Regions from separate parts of the Hordeum vulgare genome. Here region 1 is linked to region 2. A link is a contact called in public Hi-C data. All regions are on one chromosome and are shown on one strand. The core of a region is the stretch at or near the end of the contact, and the rest is flanking DNA. Distances in the headings are between cores, read along the strand shown. Region 1 has its middle 290 kb from the start of LOC123444283. Region 2 has its middle 140 kb from the start of LOC123444280.

Region 1 (2,994 bases), core at 491-2,990, 150 kb after region 2:
AGGAACGAAAGGACAAAAAAGGGCAAATGAAAAATAAAAAGCTACATAAATTAAAAAGAAACCAAAAAAATTAAAGATAGGAAATAATGAAGAAATAGAAAAACTCGTGTAGATGAAATCCAAAATGTACCATCAAAAAATAAAATCTCAGATTGTAAGCTAGGTCATTAACAAGCTTGCGGGATACTTGCTAGCATCAAATTGGCGACCAAATGCATAGGGGCGCCCCAGCTTGGTCGTCTCATCCGCAAGGGCACTCTAGCAAGCGCCCTAAGATTCTTAGGCAATTATTGAACCCACAATCTATTTCTACCATTTTTGAATTTGTGGTTGATATTTTAGAAAACATGGAATTTGTTATATAAAGTAAACATTCAATAAAATTTGATAACATTTTCAAAAAATACGAACATGTTTTTTCTAACATATGATTTTATGAGCATCTATAAATGTTTTTTGATAAGGCAATCATTTCTTAGAAAACACGAATGTATTTAGAACACTAAAACTTCTTTAAATTATAATACAAAATGTCAGAAACTATGAATGATTTTGCGTGGGCACATTTTTTCGAAAAACTAATTACTTGTTCGTAAACACGGATATTTTTGGACTTTATCGGGATTTTTGAAAACAAACAACATTTTTCTGAATTTCTAATACTTTTTTAATTTTAAAAGTTCAATGTAAAATAGGAAAGCATACGGGCGCAGAACCCCCTTCCCCGCTGTCCAGACCCATACGCGAGCTAGACCACAACCTGTTTTCTGGGTTTTTTATGTTTTCCATTTTTTTTTGTTTATACTTTAGAATATTTAAAATATATTTATTACAAAAGTCTACAAATATTTTTTGGAAAAATTTGAATAGACATTCGAACAATGTTGAACAAGTATTTAAAAAAGGTATCAAGCATTAGGGAAATGTTGAACAAGTATTTAAAAAATATTGAATAAGTATTAGAAAAAGGTTGATTGAGTATGCGAAAAAGGTTGAACAAGTAGGTATTTGAAAATGTTGAACAAGTATTTGGAAAAATATCTATGATGTATACAGAAATATTAAACATGTATTTACAAAATGTCGAATAATTATTTTAAAAATGGTGAACACGAAAAAATATTGATCTTGTATATAAGAATTTAGAATGAAAAACAAAAAAGAAACTAAGAACAAAAACAAAAAATGAAAAACAAAAAATGAAGCAAATAAACCAAATGAAAAAAGCTTAAGAAATAAAATAAGGAAAAACCCGGAGAATGGAAAAGAAAACGAGAAAACCCTGGAGAAAGCCTGGTTCTTTTCCTCTTTATAGGTACGATTTGTGCTACTACTATCATGAACCGAAAGTCAATCTACTGGCTTGATGTAGTTGCTCTAAGCCAAGAGACGACGGCTTGAATCCGAGCTGCGTTCCATTTTCTGTTAGTGCGTTTTTCCTCCTACTCTATGCGTTCGTGAGTGTGCCTGCCCGATTAGCGTAGTCTAAGCGAACGATCTTTTCATCTACTCTCTCCATCCCAAAATAATTGTCTCAACTTTATACTACCTTTAATATAAGAATTATACTAAGCTTAAGACACTTATTTTCGAACGGAGAAAGTAGTTTTTTTTAGACAAATCTTTCCTTCTAGCTTAAACTGAGAAATAGTCGTAACGTTGCAAATGGACGCACAACCCTCCTCCCCGCTGGGCAGGACCATTTTTTTTCTGTTTTTCAGACCATAAAAATAGGAAAATGCTATTTGACGCATCTTGCGTCAAAGTGTCGGGGTATCGCACAGGCGTATGAAGGGACAGGATGGCCCATAAGGATTCCACTGATTGCGGTTTTGGGAACCTGCTGGAAGGTTTCAAGCGGTTTTTTCCGGTTTTGTGGACCTTCCATAAGGTTCTTGAACCTTTTTTTTTGTTTCTGTTCGTTTTTGTTATCCACTATTTTTTCAGTTTTTTCTTCTGTTTTGTATCCTTTTTCTTTCTTTTTTATTTTTTCTTTTTAATAGTTTTAGTTTCTCAAGTTTTTTTAACAAATATTCATAGTTTCAAAACTTGGTTATTTTTCTAGATTCCAACTTTGTTCACAACTCGAAAAATGTTCATGGTTTCAAAATTTGTTCACAATTCGAAAAAAAGTTTCCGATTACAAAATTTCTTCCGGACTTTGGAAAATGTTCCAGAAATTGAAAAAATGTTTGAAATTTGAAAAAAATGTTCCGGAGTTTGGAAAATGTTCGGAATTTGAAAAAAAGTTTTAGAATATAAAAAACTGTTTCAGAATCTGAAAAAATGTTTCGGAGTTTGAAAAAATGTTCTAAATTTGAAAGAATGTTCCGAAAATACAAACAATATACCGGAATTTGTAAAAATGTTCTGGAATTTGAAAAAATGTTCCGAAATTATAAAAAAGTTTCTGAAATTTTAAAATGTTCCGGAATTTGAAAAATATTCCGGTATTTTAAAAAATGTTCCGGAATTTGAAAAGAATTTCTGCAATTTGTAAAATGTTTGAGAATTTCAGAAATGTTCCGGAATTTGAAAAAATGCTCCACATATTAAAAAATGCTCCATATTTGAAAAAATGTTCTTGAATTTGCCAAATGTTCCGGAATTTGTTAAAATGTACTAGAATTCAAAAAAATGTTCCAGAAGTTGACAGTTTTTCCGGAATTTTAAAAAATGTTCCAGAATTTGAAAAAATATTACGAGATTTTCAAAGTGATTTTTTACATATTTTATAAAAATATTTCTGTTTTTAAATTTTGTTCTCATAATTCAAAAATTGTTTGTGCTTAAAAAATGTGATCATGCTTTCAAATTTGTTTGGGATTTTTCAAAATTGTTGTCCTTTTCAAAATTTTGTTCTCAAGATTCAAAAAATGTTCACGCTTCCAAAAAATTCATGTTTTTTTGAAAATTCTTCTTTAAATTCGAATAATGTTTTCGCTTTAAATAGAAATTTGGTCACGCTTTTCAAATTTGTTTGCGATTTTTCAA
Region 2 (3,084 bases), core at 33-2,532:
AAGATAATTCAGCAGGGTGAATTAATATTTTGCGAGAGAAAATTAACCCTCAATCGCAATAAGATTATTTAGCGAGAAAATATATATTTCTCAATCGCAAATCAATATTGTTATGCGAGAAAAGTTAATCTCAATCGCATAAACAATGTCGTTGTATAGGGCATTGCAATAGCAAACACATATACACATTTCTGGAATTTTAAAACTCAACAGAAAATAGGTTAATTGCATATTTATGCATACATGATCTAAAGATGACAAGTGCTAATGAATAGCACTAAGAGTTTGACCATGTTGAATTATCCTGAAACGTTCACGAATTAGTCGCGAGGCATATACACACAGGCCTATTATGTAAATAGACGAAGCCGCAAGGGCTAAAGTGTATAACTCGTGAAGAGATGAGATTCCATCTCTTTTCTCCCAACCGATTTCCACCACGAGAAATCACGTAACCACCTCGTTGCCGTTTTGGCTCGACGGCCAGGGCCGCGACTATGGTCCTGCCGTCGTCTCCACCATGGGGAGCCACGCCAGAGGGGGTAGCCGCCTCTGGGGTTGCAACCGTATGGAAGTTAAAAAGGGGAGATTTCCTTCTAATTAAAATGCGTGTTTAATTGTAACAGTACAGACACCCCTTGAAGACATCTTTTTGGATAAGTATATAAGATATCATCATCAATAAAGATGACGCAGTTTCATCACTCTCGTTTTAATCTAAATAGATAGGAAAGAACTTTTAGGGGGCGCTTTGTCAGTTCCACGTCACAACATATCTGCCAATCTTATCGCATCCGCACGCATGCATGGAAAGTAAACGGATGGCCGGCATTGACGTCCCTGGCATGCCTGCAATAACATTACTTTGCCTCTCGGTCAGCAACATTCGAATCACAACAAGCACGTACAGTTTGAGTCTGATTTTCCCTGCAAGCATGGCTTTTGAGACCGCGTGCAAATGATGTAGCACTTCTACTGAACAAAGTTCAGTGAGATATTCTGTCCCAGTATTTCACGCAGTGAGAAGCACGCGTCGCGTGAGTGACGCGTTAAACTGGGAGCGAGCTTTGCTTACATGTCAATGTCACCTAGATTAGCACAAACCAGCGCGTTTTCCTCGTGCATGCCGACATTTTCTTTTTGCTGGTGACATGGAACTGGATTAAAGCCACACTATCGCTTATATTTTGCGCTGGACCGCACGTTGTACTCTACTGCGGTGTGGAGACTCGCGAGCCACGTGTTCCCGAAAAAGGATCAGGTTGCGCGTGGCGAAATAAAAGATCACACTACTGCCCAGCGCGTGCCGCCGTTGTCGGCGTCAACTGTCGAGCGTCTTCTCCTCTCTATCCCGTCCTGCTATCCGAAACGAAGCAAAGGTCTCCGTTTGTTCGGTTTGAGAATGGACTTCTCCCTGCCGATTGACACGGAAAAGAAATCGCGTGCAGAATCGCTCCCTACGAGACACCTTTGAGAATTGACGCCCCAAGGCCAAACTCACTATTTGACCCTTATGAGAAAGTTTAGCACGAGTTCCGTTTGTAAAATTCTCCCTTTGTTTTTAAATATAAAATATTTTAGAGATTTTATTATAAACTACATACAGATATACGTAGATATATTTTAGGATGTAGATTTACTTATTTTGGTTCATATCTAATCTATATTAAAATTTCTAAAAAATCTTATATTTAAGAACGAAGGGAGTAATAATCAGATTTGACGTCTTTTTACCATCAACCAACCACGGTAGGCTGTCAATGTGGCAAGTGGCTACCGCCATAGCCTTTGGCGGTAGCACCTGGACCTGATGCTACGAATAAAGTGTGTTTCTCCATAGTATTGAAGTCAGGGTCATCTTCAGAAATTTGGTGCCCCGAACGAAAATCGAAATGTGGCCCCAATTTTTAAACAATTCACATAATAGAAGAATTAATACGCGAGCATACTCTTTTTTGTTATAAAATTTCAACTTTGTTTTATTTGTTCCTTATTTAGGCGTATATCAAGAAAAAGTCTATCCCTCAACCGACAGATCGAGCGGGGAACATCCGCCACCTCCTTCGATCGACACGTGGCGTTATTGGACCACGGATGTCTCTCTCCCTCATCTTATCTCTTCTGCAATCTCTCTCCATTACGCATCAATGGTATTCAGCTTTGCCGAGAGGAGATGGCAGCCAGGTGACCTGGTCAGAGGTTCGACGCTCGCCGGCGGCGACGCGATGGCGGGGGTAGGCCCTTCCCTGCCTCCATCCTCCCGCCGGCCCTTCCCTGCCTCCATCCTCCCAAACCCCCGCGCCACCAGTCGCTCGTCCCTCTGCTTCCTCTCCCTCTCCTTTAATCTTGCAGCCATTCATTTCCTCTTTAGTTTTTCTGCAACACGGTCGTTGTTTCTGTAACGCGGTTGTTGTTTCAGGAGTTAGAGAAATTGTTTCTGCAACCCGTTTGTTCTTTTAGGATTTATTTCTGCAATACGGCCGTTGTTGTAGAAAGACGAAGGAAAACAAATCTGCAACAAAAGGATTGTTTCTGGAACTCGACTTTTGTTTCAGGGATTAATGGGTCCAAAGTTTAGTTTTTACAACAAAGCAAATGTTTCTGCAACTCGATCGTCGTTTCAGGAATCACTCGTTGCCGGCCTAAGCCTGTGCCCGGATCGAACAAGAATCAAACGAGTGTACGTATAGATCGAACGGTTGTTGAGGTGACGGATGTTTACTAAACACAGGCGTAGCAGCCCCATATATCAAACACTAATGTTAAAAAGGTAAAGGGATTAAAATCAATGAACAGACCTCATGTTCTACCAAAAAGAAGCATCCGTCTAGCCCCCTTCATTGGCAAAGTTACCATCATCAATTTCTGCATCATGAGCCTCAACCTCGTGTGACGAGCCGGCGACCGACGGACAAGGCTGGACGCCAACCAAAGGACAAATATACGTACGTAGCTAGGCATAACCATACGCTCGGGGCATAGCGGTATAGTGGTTGGGACATGGACAAGATGCACTAGTAAGTTCGTTTATAAAAAAGCTAGAGTACTATTGGCAGCACTCTATGACCGTTCTCAGACGAAAGC

Evidence for each region. Hi-C and Micro-C count contacts between places; a contact is called where the count stands out from the background.
Region 1: a Hi-C map of leaf shows a contact between it and region 2, with 4 times the contacts expected there. The contact joins two enhancer-like sites. A contact is called at or near these places in 2 of 6 Hi-C or Micro-C datasets (leaf and seedling).

The regions. Positions count from the first base shown.
Region 1 is chr3H:463,896,356-463,899,349 of MorexV3_pseudomolecules_assembly, forward strand. No RefSeq gene overlaps it. Among protein-coding and RNA genes, the nearest start is that of LOC123444283, 290 kb to the right of the region's middle. Within about 2 kb of position 1,741, at least 2 of the 3 cell types and tissues checked have open chromatin away from gene starts, as enhancers often do. A contact at or near this core is called in leaf, where this site is marked.
Region 2 is chr3H:463,743,654-463,746,737 of MorexV3_pseudomolecules_assembly, forward strand. No RefSeq gene overlaps it. Among protein-coding and RNA genes, the nearest start is that of LOC123444280, 140 kb to the left of the region's middle. Within about 2 kb of position 1,283, at least 2 of the 3 cell types and tissues checked have open chromatin away from gene starts, as enhancers often do. A contact at or near this core is called in leaf, where this site is marked.